2 separate regions of the Triticum aestivum genome follow, and region 2 is linked to region 1. The links are chromatin contacts, called in public Hi-C maps. All regions are on one chromosome and are shown on one strand. The core of a region is the stretch at or near the end of the contact, and the rest is flanking DNA. Distances in the headings are between cores, read along the strand shown. Region 1 holds the start of LOC123145327 (phosphatidylinositol/phosphatidylcholine transfer protein SFH6). Region 2 holds the start of LOC123145328.

What was found. Hi-C and Micro-C count contacts between places; a contact is called where the count stands out from the background.
Region 2: a contact with region 1 is called in a Hi-C map of leaf, with 7 times the contacts expected there. The contact joins the promoter of LOC123145328 here to the promoter of LOC123145327 in region 1. A contact is called at or near these places in 2 of 5 Hi-C or Micro-C datasets (both in leaf) and 1 of 1 datasets of contacts at active chromatin or transcription factors (leaf).

The regions. Positions count from the first base shown.
Region 1 is chr6D:395,534,562-395,541,871 of IWGSC CS RefSeq v2.1, forward strand. It overlaps LOC123145327 (phosphatidylinositol/phosphatidylcholine transfer protein SFH6), which reads right to left and starts at 4,020. Exons shown (of 15, transcript XM_044564712.1): 1 at 3,541-4,020; 2 at 3,071-3,174; 3 at 2,661-2,976; 4 at 2,479-2,578; 5 at 2,060-2,326; 6 at 326-403; 7 at 150-251; 8 at 17-66. The coding sequence starts at 3,077.
Region 2 is chr6D:396,223,872-396,231,181 of IWGSC CS RefSeq v2.1, forward strand. LOC123145328 reads right to left here and starts at 3,664. Exons shown (of 7, transcript XM_044564715.1): 1 at 3,208-3,664; 2 at 2,313-2,663; 3 at 1,087-1,255; 4 at 610-805. The coding sequence starts at 3,425.

The DNA.
Region 1 (7,310 bases), core at 2,770-5,269:
GATTACCGTCACCAACCTTGCGTCAATAGCTTCAAGAAGCCTGCTCTGGTATTTTGCTCCTAGAACCTGTAATGGAAGATTATAGGTATGAAGCAACGGAAACATCACAATGTGGAAAGTGAACTTGGAACGCTTGCAAGACTTCATACATGAATTTTTGATGATGTTTTGGGGTCAAGAAGTCCCTTTATAGTGCTCCAGATCAGTTTGAAACCAGCTCCAGCATTTACAATGAACATTTGATGTAGTGTCTGCATAATTTAGCACATGAATGGTAATCAGAACACTGGGAAACACATGCCTATATTTCATCAGTAAGACTTGCCTCGGGATAATAGTCACCATCTATTTTCTGCATACAGCGCACTAAATCCCTTGCAATCTTACCAAAGTTCTTCCAGCCCTACATCACATGGAACAGATACAAACGTCATTTTCAACTATTTTGCAGATAGCACAATGATGTTAAACGGCACTCAAAGATCAGACCACAAAATCATCCTACAATCAATCAAAGATACAGTTTGAAAGAAAAAAATGATAGAAATAAACTCCTACATTCATAGAGGCATATAGTTGGATTGCAATAGCAGCCGACCAACGCAACTCTAGCAATATCAATAGTTTTGAGGAATTGAATCTCCACACTACAGCTCTACCCAGACCTTTAAGATGCAACCTAAATGTTAGAATCAAACAGGAGGTCACCACCCTGGTACCGGATGAGAGCTTCTACAACTGATTGACATCTGTAGCTGAACAGGTCGTCCTTGCCAAGAGGAAGGGGCCAGATCGCTCAACAGTCTAACCATGTGGCAACTCTGGCAGCTGTGTGATGACTGAGTGTTTGAAGGTGCAATGCTGGTCTGCTCAATGTGATTATAACTGACGAGAAGTTGTGGATGTTGGAAGGAGCCAAGGCACTAAGACATTTTCCATGGCACACCCAGGCCACCAGACTTAGCAGCCAGCTGTACAGCTTGCCAATATAGCTGTTGCGCTTTTGCCTTTATTTTGCTTGCGAAGGTTTTTTGCAGCTTTGCTTCCCTTTCTTTCTTTTTTTTTCGGCTTTGTTTTCTGCCAGGCTGTACGTTTTGCGCCGCTTAGACATTACCTTCTAATAACTCCGCCTATGTCTTCTAGGCATAGCCGGTCCCAAGCCCGGGTAAAGGAGGAGGGTTGTGATAGGCTTGGCGAGCCAACGTAAAAACTAGCCAGTCCCATGGGTATGAAACCCATTTGAGTGAGAGTAGTACTAGGATGAGTGACCTCCTGGGAAGTCCTCGTGAAAGGGTTTCATATCTAAGGATTGTGATAGGCTTGGCAAGCCAACGTAAAAACTAGCCAGTCCTTTGGGTATGAAACCCATTTGGGCGAGAGTAGTACTAGGATGGGTGACCTCCTGGGAAGTCCTCATGAAAGGGTTTCATATCTAGCCTACCCCAACTTGTTTGGGACAAAAGGCTTAGTAAGTAAGTAAGACATTCCCTTCTAATACAAAATGAAACACATTTAGAAGCGTGTTCGAGAAAAAGTATTGGAATCAAATCCATTGTATTTTATCTGGACAGATAGGAGCTAAACCAGCAGCATTCAAGAAAAGCCTTATGTTACTGCTGTTTCTCTCTAACTTCCAAGGACTATTGTGCCACCAAGCATCCTAGTTAATTTAGTCACTAAGATGTTTTTAAAGAAGTTTCTGAAATTTTTCTATATGCAGGCTTGTACATCTTCACAAATCCCAATAGTCACATTTTTTTTAAGAGTTACAACTTCTGCGAAAATTGCCAGTTGTATCATAGCATATTATGATATGAGAAGATGTCTTTGTGACAGGAAAACAATGTTTCTGATTTGTGATAACTGCAGTGCAGCCCCACAAAGTACATATTTTAAGCCTAACAAATAATTTCAAAGGTTTTATCAACAGAAGGTAGTTTCGGAAAAATGTTACTGCAAAGACAACACTTCCTTTTGCTAATTTTCTTACGTCTTTAGAGTCTAGACAAAAATTGCTGGCGTAGAGAAACCATATTTAGGAAAAGGACAATGAACATACCACGCCATGGACATCCAATATTGTGGTTGTTGTATCTATATGCTTTTGAGCAGCAATTGAGCAGGCAGGAAACTTCTCACGGAATGCTCTCTCAAACTCTTGCACATGGTACTTGATATATCGTTCCACTGTTGTGGTTTGCACAAGTTTATTGGGTTCAACTTTTCCAAGCAACTCGATATAGACAGGCCTTCCATCCTTGTCAACCCCATGATAACCCTGGGGGTAATATTGCAGTACCTCCTCTAGCTCATGAAATTCAAAATCCTTCAATGATAAAAGTTAGTTGTCATCAGTATGCACGACACTGTAAGGCAAATTATATAGCAGGCAGTCTTTCAAATTCGCATCAAATGCATCAAAATCTATAGTGTTTCACATATTTTCAAATCAGTCCTGAGAATAGACAGTGTTCTTACTTCCAAAATTGTGTCTGTCCCAAATTCATTCCTCCACTGGAGCATCTCATCCCACATTTGTGCTGCCTTTTCAACATCGAACTTTCTAGCTTTCAAAAATCTGCATACCAGAATGAAGAATCACCAACTGGTATTTGAAGGCTGAAAACACCAATACGAGGCAAAGTTTCATCCGTACTAACCTAAGCATCATATGGTAATCATCATGCCTTTCAGGCAATAGGTTCCTGGCAAACAAAACCTCACGGAACGAGCTGACCGCCTGCTCTTCACCAGCATCCCTGACATCCTCTATCGGTATTCTGGGCACTCTGCAGTCCACTTTCCTCTTCCCCCTCTTCTTCAGCGAATGTGTCAGCTTGGTTGAAGCGTGCAGCGCCTTCTTCCTCAGCGAGCGCATCCTCCTGTGCTTTGGCTCGTCCTCTGAGTTCTCGGCATCCGCTCTGTCCCTCCTCTCATCATTACTGACAGATATCTCTATGCCGTCGATATTGCTCTCTGAAACAGCACATCATAACACACACACATAACATTAGCTGCATTGTATCCGTTAAACCCATATACGTACAGAAGAACCAACAACAGCCCATACCTGACATTCTCCGCAAATGCAGCCTAAATGATCAGGGGTCAGCCTATTCTAGAACTGATGATCACTGATCCGAAACTATATGTACAGCCACTGGAGCCTCCACTCTGCCACAAACCAACACAAATTATTCATTTATTTTTTTGAGTGACAAACAAATACAGGTTAGAACTGAATTCAGAGAGTTGTACTGGAAAACATCGAACTCGTGGCCAAATTATCCGCAACGAGTAGAAGCAGAGGCCGTGGAAACAAGCCCAGAAAACGGTGGTTCCGGAAAGGAAAGGCGATCGCCTAACCTACACACAATAAATGCTCCCGCCGGGAGATCCAGTGCGGGCACCGGCACCGGCACCCCCAACCGCCTCGGGAATCACGCACACACCCGCAGCTAGATCCGATCGTCCGAACCCGACGCGCGAACAAAACGGAAAACCGGAACCCGGGGGGAACGGAGTCGATCCGTGCCGTACCTCGCCGCGGGAGAGGGAGATCCGCCGCTCCGGAGAGCGCCCGCTCGATCCGGATCGGGAGGGAGGCCGCGAGCCGCGCGCCCCTCCTCCGCCACCACCTCCACCTCCGGCGCGGCGGGGCGGAGGAACCGAGGGCTCGAGCTGCCGGTGCGCGCGGGCGGGCGGGCGGGCGGGCGGGCGTTTGATCCGCGCGTCCCTCTCCCCGGCTCCGTCCCCTCGCGCTTACGCCTCCTTTTTCCGCCTACTCCTACTCCCTCCCTCCTCCCCGTGCTGCTGCTGCTGCTGGCGCCCGCCTGCTCGGCTGCTTCGGTTACTGTGGTGCTGCTGGGTGGGCGCTGGCTGCGCCTCGTGCCTTCTGGCGTCCCTCGGGCCGGGGGCGGGGCCCAGTCGTCGGTGGCGTGCGCGGCGGTGCTGGGTGCGCGAGGAGCGTGCGCGCGTCGCTATTGACCCGGGCGGATGGGGACGGCTGCCGCGCTCCCGCGTCGCTTTTGCGTGACTGCGTAACGCAGGGCCGGAAGCAGGGGCGCCGACGCTCACGTGAGGGGCAGTCGACGGGGCTGATGAATGGGGCCCTGCGTGTCAGTCTTTGTCATGTCGGTATGGAATGGTCGCGCCTTGTATTGCGTGCGTGATACCCCCGTACGGCACCTCCCCATCCCGTCTCTGGCCTACCCGGTTCGAGGAAGATTCATTTGATTGAATTGATGCTTCGCGTATTTGGAAAAAACTGTTTAGGTTTGTATTTTCTTATGAAAAGTATAAATTTGTATATTTATTTATACCTTCGACTAACGTATTTGGCACACCAGATTTTTTTTAAAAAAAATCACCAAACGACTCGATCCCCACTCGATTCATATCCCACGTCGCTCGTTCCCTGCTTGCCCGACCACTTCCCACCGCGTGGTGAGCACCTCCCGCGGCAGCGAGGTCGGCGCCAACCGCCCCGCGGGCCTCCGCCATGACGCCCGCCCTTTTCAAGTGAACTGCGGAAGCTCCTCCCAATCGCCCGCACACGGGGTCTTCAGCTGGACGTAGTACTTTGCCGCCGCCGAGTCCTAGTAAGACAGGATTGACCATGGACCGGACGCCGACGGGTTCGTTGGCACGGCGCAAGAGGGTATGTGGTCTGCCCTGACGGCGGTCTCCCAGGCCTCCGACCACTCGGTGAGCAATTGCCTATAAGGTTCTCGAACTACTAGCTCGATTTCATGGTGGAATTCAAATTACAGAAGGGGGTCGAGAGGAAGGAGACCAGCTCCCTTCCAATCCAGTTGTTTGTCGTTCGCCGCCTGTTACCGTTGACGTTATCTCCTACTTATACTATTACAAGGCCTAAAGCCCATTCGGGCCTAGCAAGCCGAGTTGGCAGACGAGGCTTGCGACTAGGCCTCTTGATGAATCTTCCTCGCACTCCCGCTCGTGAGCCACCGAGTCGTTGACAATCCCCCGTCGATGAGTTGCGGCTTGTCCCCAAGCCGGTGCTCGCGAAAACAGTTGCTTCGTCATTTCCAGATCCTCCCAAGTAGCAAGATCGTCCGTATTGTTGGTCCAGCGAAGAAGAACTTAAAGCACCTTCTTGCCCCCCTTGAGTAACAACTCGGCGCTGGAGAATTTCTTCAAGAACTTGGTGTTGCTCTTCAGGCAAAGGTAAATGCTACAGAACCTGCTCACCAAGCTTGAGCACCCTGCACAAAAGAGACACATGGAAAACGGGATGGACCTTGCTGGAAGGTGGTAAATCTAGACGATAGGCAACTTCCACAACATGCTCCAGGATGGTGAAGGCCCCAAAAAACTTATAGGCGAGTTTGTGATTAGCTCTCGGTGCCACTAATGCTTGAATATATGGCTGCAATTCAGAAAAATGTAATCACCCACCGCAAAACTTCTTTCTCTACGATGTTTGCCACCCTATGTCTATACAAGTTTTGAAGTCTCCTTTTAGTTGATCTAGTTCTTATTTGTCCTAGTTGACTAATTAGAGCTAGCACTAGCCACCTCCAATCCTCATAATTAGAACCCCTGTGCGGTTATAATCTCCTCCCTCTAATTCTCCGATGATGATTATCTCTAGACGGCGAAGCGCTGTCGGATCGTGAAGACCGTACGCTTGCAACCAAGTAGAGAGGCCGTGCTTTCGGACTTCCATTTAAGGGGCCGTTTGAGGGCGGTTCGCGGGATCTTCATTGACGTTCGAGGGACTCCAAGTACGATCTACACGGACTCGTCTACTTCCGCTGCACTGCCGGAGTCGGTAATGGTCGTTGATCCAAACCCGTTATGCATCTTCATATTTGTTCCTGGGTGATCGTAGGGCGATTTTTTTGTTTCTACTACGTTTCCCAACAGTGGCATCATGTGCGGTTCTATGAGTTGATGCAGGTTGCGATCTAGATCGCATGTGGATGTGATGGTGATGTTCTTGCTATGCTTCCCTCGAGTGTTGCTTCGGTTCAGTTCATTGACGGCATGGTGTCGCTTTCAACAAGGTTCTGACAATCGCTCGGCTCTGGCTGTCGACGATCTGCTGACAGTTCCTTGAGCTTCACCATAGTCAAGAATAGTGAACCATCACGTACGCAAGAGATCGATGAATATGGATGATCTTCTAGGGGGTCACGCGTATTAGAGAAAGTTTAGTGTGCGGGAACGAGATTTTTAATTAAGTCTCTTCTTTCACACACCCCAAAAGTTAATCTAGCAACAAGGATTATCATTTTATGGTGTGCACGTTGGTAGCTAGGTTTATCCGAAAACTCTGCAAATTACCGCCGAGGGGATTGACAACCCCCTTGATTGCATTGGGTGCAAGTATTTGCTTTTGTGTATGTAGGTGCTGCTAAACAGGTTCTGCGTGGTTCTCCTACTGGATTGATAACCTTGATTCTTAACTGAGGAAAATACTTATCTCTAATGTAATGCTTCATCCTCTCCTCTTTGAGGAAATCCCAACGCAACTTACAAGTAGCAGTACTCGCCAAGTCTTCGGAGGTTTCCATATTCTTACGCCGGGGTTCACGGCTTCGGCAGTCCTTCCTTCTAGTGATCGGCGGGACATAAGCCCAGCCCATGGACTATGGGCCATATAGATTAGTACCCCTTAGTCCAGGACACCACCAGTGTTGTAGAGTAATTCCTACTGGTTCAATAAACCTTGGTTCTCAATCGAGGGAAATACTGGTCGTCAGCCTACATCATCCCTTACACTTGAGGGTATCCCTACTCTTCTATGGAGAGCAACCACGGTGCCGTCCCATAGCCACCCTGACATGTAGCACACCGCCACCACTACGGATCCACGACCAAGGCAACCACCGAAGAGGCCCTAGCAGCCACCACTCAGTGCTGGCCGGCCACAACTGGCATAACTGGACCTGGGCGAGAGGAAGCTAGATCCACCTGAAGGAAATATTCCCTAGAGGCAATAATAAAGTTGTTATTTATATTTCCTTATATCATGATAAATGTTTATTATTCATGCTAGAATTGTATTAACCGGAAACTTAGTACATGTGTGAATACATAGACAAAACAGAATGTCCCTAGTATGCCTCTACTTGACTAGCTCGTTTATCAAAGATGGTTATGTTTCCTAACCATAGACATGTGTTGTCATCTGATGAACGGGATCACATCATTAGAGAATGATGTGATGGACAAGACCCATCCGTTAGCTTAACATTATGATCGTTTAGTTTTATTGCTATTGCTTTCTTCATGACTTATACATGTTCCTCTGACTATGAGATTATGCAACTCCCAAATAC
Region 2 (7,310 bases), core at 2,414-4,913, 690 kb after region 1:
CAGAGATAATTAATCCCTACATACTTAAGCCGAACCTAAATTTGGTTCTATATACTATCGAAGCATGCCAAACCAGCTGAAGGTCAGGCCTTTGTGGCACTATGCAAAATATTTATAGCAGACAAATCAATTAGAAATGGAAATGAAAAATCAGAAAATGTGCCGGTTCTCGTGTTTGGTAGGCCCAGATATTGTGGGCAAGCGCAATTTTTTTGTATGGAATGGAAAATCAGAAAATGTGTTACGTTTGATGCCATACATTTGTTATGATTGTGAATGGGTATTGATGCTTTTTTGTGAACAATACAAACAAAATGTTGCTGAAATTTGATTAATATATGCTGAAAAACGAAAAATTAGTATACTACAAATGCATATGTGAGAGGTAAGCTCGCCATACTTATGAAAGAGGTGAGCTGAATCTAATTCTACTCAGTCCATCTCTTCAACCAAAGACAGAAATGAAACCATCCCATTCCAACTAGTTGGACCCAACCAAACACAAGAACGGAACTGATCACACCCCAACAGAACATAGAATCTCTATACTAGAACAAGAAACATATGTAGTAAACTATCTAATTCATAGCAAGTGAGTTATGAGATTACCATCATCAGTAGGTGCAATCATGCACAAACAGCTGACCGGCAATTCTCCTTGCATAAATATTACTTCAGCGAAGAACTTGCAATCAACCCCTCCTTTAGCCTTTGCAGTGAAATTGATATGATGGTACCACATGCGTATATCAGCCTCACAGAATGACTTGTAGCACACCACCTTGGTTAGTTCATATGCAAGATCCTACAATAATAAGCATGGATTCAATGAGCCATTAAGTGTTACGGATAAGCATAAGACATATTAGAACCCTAACCATGTTTTGGCTTGTGATCAATCCATAAATACCATAAAAAATAAAAAGACACTAAACAGTACAAGCTCAAACATCATTAATTAACCCCTTATCATTCTAAATTCATTTCAATACAAGGACACGAATTGAACCAATTCAGTTCAATACAATAGAACAATTACACAACAAAAGAGGAAAGGAAGAGCTGGAGAGAGGGATAAGAGTAAACCTCCAAAAGACTGTTGTCATCGTTATACTTGTCCACCAAAGCAAGAACCAACTGGCGCTGATTATCACTGATTTTATCATATATTCCCGAGTGCTTCCTCGTGCCATCAGGCAGGTAGAGATAATGCCGTACAGCGATGTCCACTGCAGAAACATTATCCATCGTAAACCTGGTTTACATTAAAGGCAGTTAGTACACGACACTTCAAGAAGTAGTGGAGAATACAAAGGAAACATAATTGAGTGGGTGTGCCTGATTCGAAGCTAACCAATTGTACAAGCTACAATTCACTAATTCAGGCCAAAAAAACTATACATACTACTCCCTCCGTCCCAAAATAAGTGTCTTAACTTTAGTACAACTTTGTAATAAAGTTAGTACAAAGTTGAGACACTTATTTTGGGACGGAGGGAGTAGTATAATACCCATGCGTTGCTACGGAGAACATATAAATAATTACTGTCAAAATTTCTTGTTTCTTCTTATTTCATTTCTGTCTAGGCATGATAAGGCAGTGTCTTCATCCTTCCCCTCTCTTTCCGGTCTACTTTAGGCTGTGCTGGTGTCTTCTTGGACTCCTCAGTACCCTAACGTCATTTCGGTTACTTTAGCTAATGAATAACAACATTAAACGACAACCTTATTTTAACGCACATAACGAAGAGTGGACGTGCAATAATCGACAACTGCACAAAACCACCCGAGCCTCGTTTGCACGCATTCTACAAGGTGATTGACTTTGTGGTCAGCTCCGCATGAACCAACAGATTCGGATATCGTTAACAAGAAACATAACCCCTAAGGCCCTAATATCGGCTCCAAAATAGCAAAAGTCTAATTGAGATATATCATATATGTGCATTAGATTTCATTACTCCATCGGTGACTACAGAATCTGTTTTGAATATCAGAAACTGAATATCCCTTTGTTTACCACTGACAAGACTTTTTTACGAGCTTTTCAAGTTCAACTGGAAAGACACTGCAGTTCCCATGTTGCCTGAACTACATCAAGCAAAAATAGCATAAATGTTGTGTTTTTCCCTACTTTTCCTATATATAAAGACTGACATAGTGCAACTGACTCTCAGCTAACCAGCTAAGATGTTCTAGGTGGTAGTAGTGGAGCAGCAGCAAAAGCATCACCGAGCTATCTACTATGATGGAAGATATACATAAAAATCAGTAGCATTGCAAGATCGAGAAAGGAAGTAGAAAAAGTTTACATTTTTGGATCCCGACGGTTATCAAGATGGCGCTCGATAGCACGTTCTGCTTCCTGTAGTCCTTCAAATGGCCCACCAACGTGAGGATATGTGTGGTAGCATCCCGCACGGTCGACCCGGATACAGAAGTCCATTCCCCACTCAGGTTGTTTCCGATGCAGAAATGGTGGCCCTAGAGACGGGGTAAGGGGGCGCCCCAGCAGGTCCCCTGGGCACTGAAAATCTGGCGGGCAAAGCCATGGTGGCATACAAGTAGAGGGCAAGTAAGAGGCAGATGTTGGCATGCTAGGAGGCCTCAGGTTAGAGGACGTGTACGACGGGCCAGGCACATGTTGTGTCTTCTCCTCACACCTGAAACAGAATAAGTAGGGTTGATGGGTCACAAGGACAATCTACAGACTGAAATACTACTGTAGCTAGTAGCAGATTCATAAGAGATATTCCGAAGTGCCCGTCTATCTACAAACACAACAACTAGGATTTGGCAAGATCAGATAACCTAAACCCAAATGATGCAGGAACCCCATCTACCGGTGCACAAAACCGCTCGATCTCGACTAGACCGGAAGAGACCCATGTCTGGGCGCTATGTGTTGATGTGAAACATTAAAGTTTTCATTCTTATGTGTTACAAAAAGTTGTAATTAAATCTAAAGACTGAAATACTAGCAAATTATATAGTACAAGACTCCATCGCCACCTAAAATCCCGAAGTGCACATAACAAGCCAGATCAGATTTCCTAAACCCCAAGGGATGCAGCTGCAGCTATCGGTGCACAAAACAGCTCGATTTCGAAGAAACCGAAAGAGCCCCATCTATCTACTATCTGTTAAGACGAAACAACAAAAGAATTTCAACGAAAACTAGTCATAGAGCAGCGGCGGTGTTCATACCCTGGCGGCGGAGGCTGGGGAGTATAGTTGGCGTAGAACTCTGGGGCGGTCCCGCGCGGAAGGAAGTGTCCAGCCCTGGTCCCTGGCAGCGGAGGCTGGGGAGTGTAGTTGGCGTAGAAATCCGGAACGGTCCAGCGCGGGGCGAAGTGGCCGGCCCTGGTCCCATCGCCGGGAACATAGACGGATGGAAAATTGAGACCACCGGCTTGTGGATCCATGGGTGGTGGTGGATTTTCTTGGTGCGAGCCTACCGCCGATAGGTGGATACATGGGTGGTAGTGGATTTAGGCGCAGGTACCTTGGTTCGAGGACTGGTGGATCCATGGGGGTGGCGCCTGATCCGGCGATTAGGGCTTCGTGCGAGAGGGAGAAGGGGGAAGAAAAGAAGCAGCTTGCCGCGTGTCCTTCCCTACCTCGGCTTCTCTTCGTGCCCGATAAGGCTAGGGCCTCTCCGTTCTGGCTGACACTGGGACCCAATAGTGCCTCTCGCCTCTCGTCCGGTTCTTTTCTCCGCAATCTGTACCAGAACCTAGGCCCTGTTTCTTTGGTTTTTTCTTCTGTTTTTGCATTTTTTTTCACTTTGATTACAAAGCTATAAAAGATTCTAAATATATGCGTTTGAAGATTTTAGACTTTTGATGAATCAATATAATAATATTTCGCTCCAAAAACCTAGAGAAATCCTTATATGACGCCTGTTGTGTCAAAATGTCGACCGAACGCATAGGATCGAGTGCACTGGGCCGGCCTAGTTTCCTGGTCTATTCATTAGGTTTTGGGAACCTTCTGATAGCTTCATGTTCAGTTTTATTGGTTTTAGAAACCTTCTAGAAGGTTCTCTGAACCGTTTTTCCCAGTTTTGCAGTTTCTTATTCTGTTTTTTCTAAAAAAAAATCTTTTTCCTGTTTCTTTTCCTTATTTTAGTTTTTATGTTTCTTTTCGAAATTTATATCTCTCAAAAATTGATTTTCCAAAAACTTAAATTTTTCAAAAAGTTTGCTTTCCAAAAAATGTTCAAAAGATTTGATTTTTGTTCGCATTTCAAAAAAGTTTACAATTAAAATTTTCTTCGCATTTTTTCAAAAAAATGATCATGTTTTCCAATTCTTTGTTCAGAAATTTAAAAATATTCCCATTTTAGGAATTTTTGTTCGAAATTTTAAAAAATGTTCACATTTTATTTTATTATTCAAAAAATGTTTGGAAATATTCAAAAAATATTCTTTTAAAAAATCCAACAACTAAAATATGTTTGGAATTTCCAAATATTGTTTTGTGTATTCCAAATTGTTCGTGCTTTCCAATAACGTTATATTTTCTGAAAATTGCTCGTGTTTGTCAAAACTATTTAGGGTTTCAAAATCCGTTCACATTTTTATTTTTATTTTAGTTTTCCAAAAAAATTCTCAAAATGTAAAAATTATTCGTATTTTTACAAAATGTTTGCGCTTTGGAAAATTTGTTCAGAATTTCAAATAATGTTCCTGTTACCAAATTTGGTTCTCAAATTCAAAAAATGCCCGCCTTTTAGAAAATGTTTGGGATATTTCAAAAATTGATTCTATAAAATAATTCATGATTTTCTCAAAAAAATTGAAATTTAAAGTCCAAGCAGTGCGGTAGCAACCGAAGGTCGTCGGCCTCCTCGAACGCCGTCAGGCAGACGACGCACTCCAGCACGCCCCTGCCGATCTTGTGCCACCACCTTCGGGTCCAGACCGCGCTTCCCCCTCTTGGACGCCCCAGCCGCGGCCGTGGCGGCGTTGGCCCCTGCGACGCGACGTTCTCGGCGTGGCGGCACTGATTGATGTAGCCGCAAAAGAAGAGCAGGAAGAAGAAGGCGCTGATGGCCACGGTGATGATCGTCGACATGGTGCGCCCGACGCACCAGTAGTAGGAGCACGCGGCGACGAGGAGGCCAGCTTCGGGTGGCCCGACAGCTTCAGGCCGCCCCTCCTCCACTCAGGCCCCAAGCCTGGCGGTGTGGGGGTGCGAGCATCTCCACTCGGATGGCGCATGGGGAAGAACAGAAAGGGGATTCCGGCACTCCGGCGTGGTGGTGGCGGTGCGGTGGAGTGGGGAGATGAGAGCGATGGCGCATGTGGAAGAAGAGACAGGAGTGTGGGTGGGGGGCAGCTGGAAACATTATCATCCCGAATGCGAAAATTCTGCCGGGGCAACCCCAGGAAGCCAAAAAATGTGTCCTGGGGGGCACAACGGCTGGAGATGCTCCTAGTCTTTTGCTTCCCAGGCACCGTACCAGGTGTCTGGGAAGGAGGGCAAGGCGGAGAGCGGGAAGACCAAAGGTGGCCTTCATTCCGAAGGTAAATTAGACACTGTGTCCGGGAAAATTAAAGTTTCCTTGCCCGAAGACAAAGGTGAAGGAGAAGCGAACATCCCTTCTCCCCATAGCAAGAAAAGGGCCGCCTCCGAAGGTTGGGAGGAAAAGGCTCCCAAGAGAGGCAAGATGCCATCGTCAGGCGGCTCGGGCTTGGAAGGCGACTTCGCCGCACAGTTCCATCGTGATGACAAGCCTTCAACCAAATCGTAAGTGAACCAAGGTGCTTTAAACATATCCTGTTCCTTCCCTGTTACCAAAGTAACATCTAGAATACATTTTTGCAGTTCGGCACGCAGTTTTCCTCCACAATCCTCTTCCTCGGGAGATCTTCTCCCGGAGATGATGGAAAGCGAGACGCCTCCACCGGCCTCTCCGCCCAATAGGGTGGACGACTTTGAAGTGTCGTCTCGGAGGGTCTCTCCCGATCAACAAGCGATGCGGGGGATGAAGAAGACATTACCCAAAGGCGGTACTTCGGTTGCCCAGGATTCTAGGGCCAAAGGTGAAGGCACCGGATTATCCGGTTTACAGTCGGAGACAACTCTAGGGACAAATAAACGGATCCCCTCAAAGGAAGGTCGTGCTCCTACCGTGACTTCCAGAGATCCAGAAGCGCCGGACATGTAGACGAACATGCTGCAACAAGCGTCCATCTCAGAAGAGCATCGTACCTTGATGGGCACGGTGGTTGAGAGGGTTATGTCCGTGAAGAGCGGATTGAATGAAGCCTTCACGAGCCTGCTAAGAGGCTTCGAGGTTTGTGATGTAATATTTTCAACTGTGTTTTATTCGCAAAATGCACCTGTCTATAGATAGTAGCCCTTGAGACTCGGATTGGCTTCCCAAGGGAGGCGATCAGAGGATCAAAAATATATGCTCAGGGAATAATCTGATTAATTGGAACACAGGTTGTTTCCCCCCTGGCGACTTCCCAGACTACAGAAGTTGCCGAGCTGCAGCGGAAGCTTGATGCGGCAGGGGATGACATTGCGCTTATCAATATGCGTCTTGACGAGTCGCAAGGTATGTATTTGGGGCAGCTATTACATGTACGTGCTTATAATATAAGCGGGACACTGAAGATTGTATACTGATATATGCATGTCTGCAGATGGTGCCGCCGCAGTTGAGATTCTTCAGGCGGAGCTAGCCCGGGCCAAGGAACAGGCCCGGTTTAGTAATGCGGCTGCCGAAAAGGCATCGGCCGGGTTAAAGGCCGAACAGGCTGTTCGGCGCCAAGACGAGGAGAGAATATCCACGATGGCGCGCGAACTAAAAGATGCCGCTAGCCGCTGTGAATTCCTTGATAAGGATAATAAAGCCAAAACGGCTGATCTTGACAAGGCCTTACGAGAGGCAAAAGAAGCGCGGTCCGAATCTAGAGCGGCCCGGGAGGAGATCCGGCAAGCTGGGGAGATTGCGGCTGGTAAACCCTTTTTATTACTGACTAAGTTCGGCGATCCGAATTATGCTCTGCTTAATCAAGTGTGGAGTTCTCCAGACGCGTTTTTGGATTTGCCGAAGAGTTCTTCCGATGCGGCACAGTTTTACCAAGCGCAAGAAGGGTATGCAACGGAGAAGCTTTTCTAGTCACAATTCGGTGTGTCAAAGCGCCTGCTGCTATTGAACGAACATATGTCCCAATGGGCCGAGCTTCACAGAATATCCGGCGCTGCCATGAAGGAGGTCGTAATCCGGCTGTGGCCGACCGAGCCAATTCCGGATAGTTATTTCGGTTTGGTGCGGTGACTTGCTGATGCGG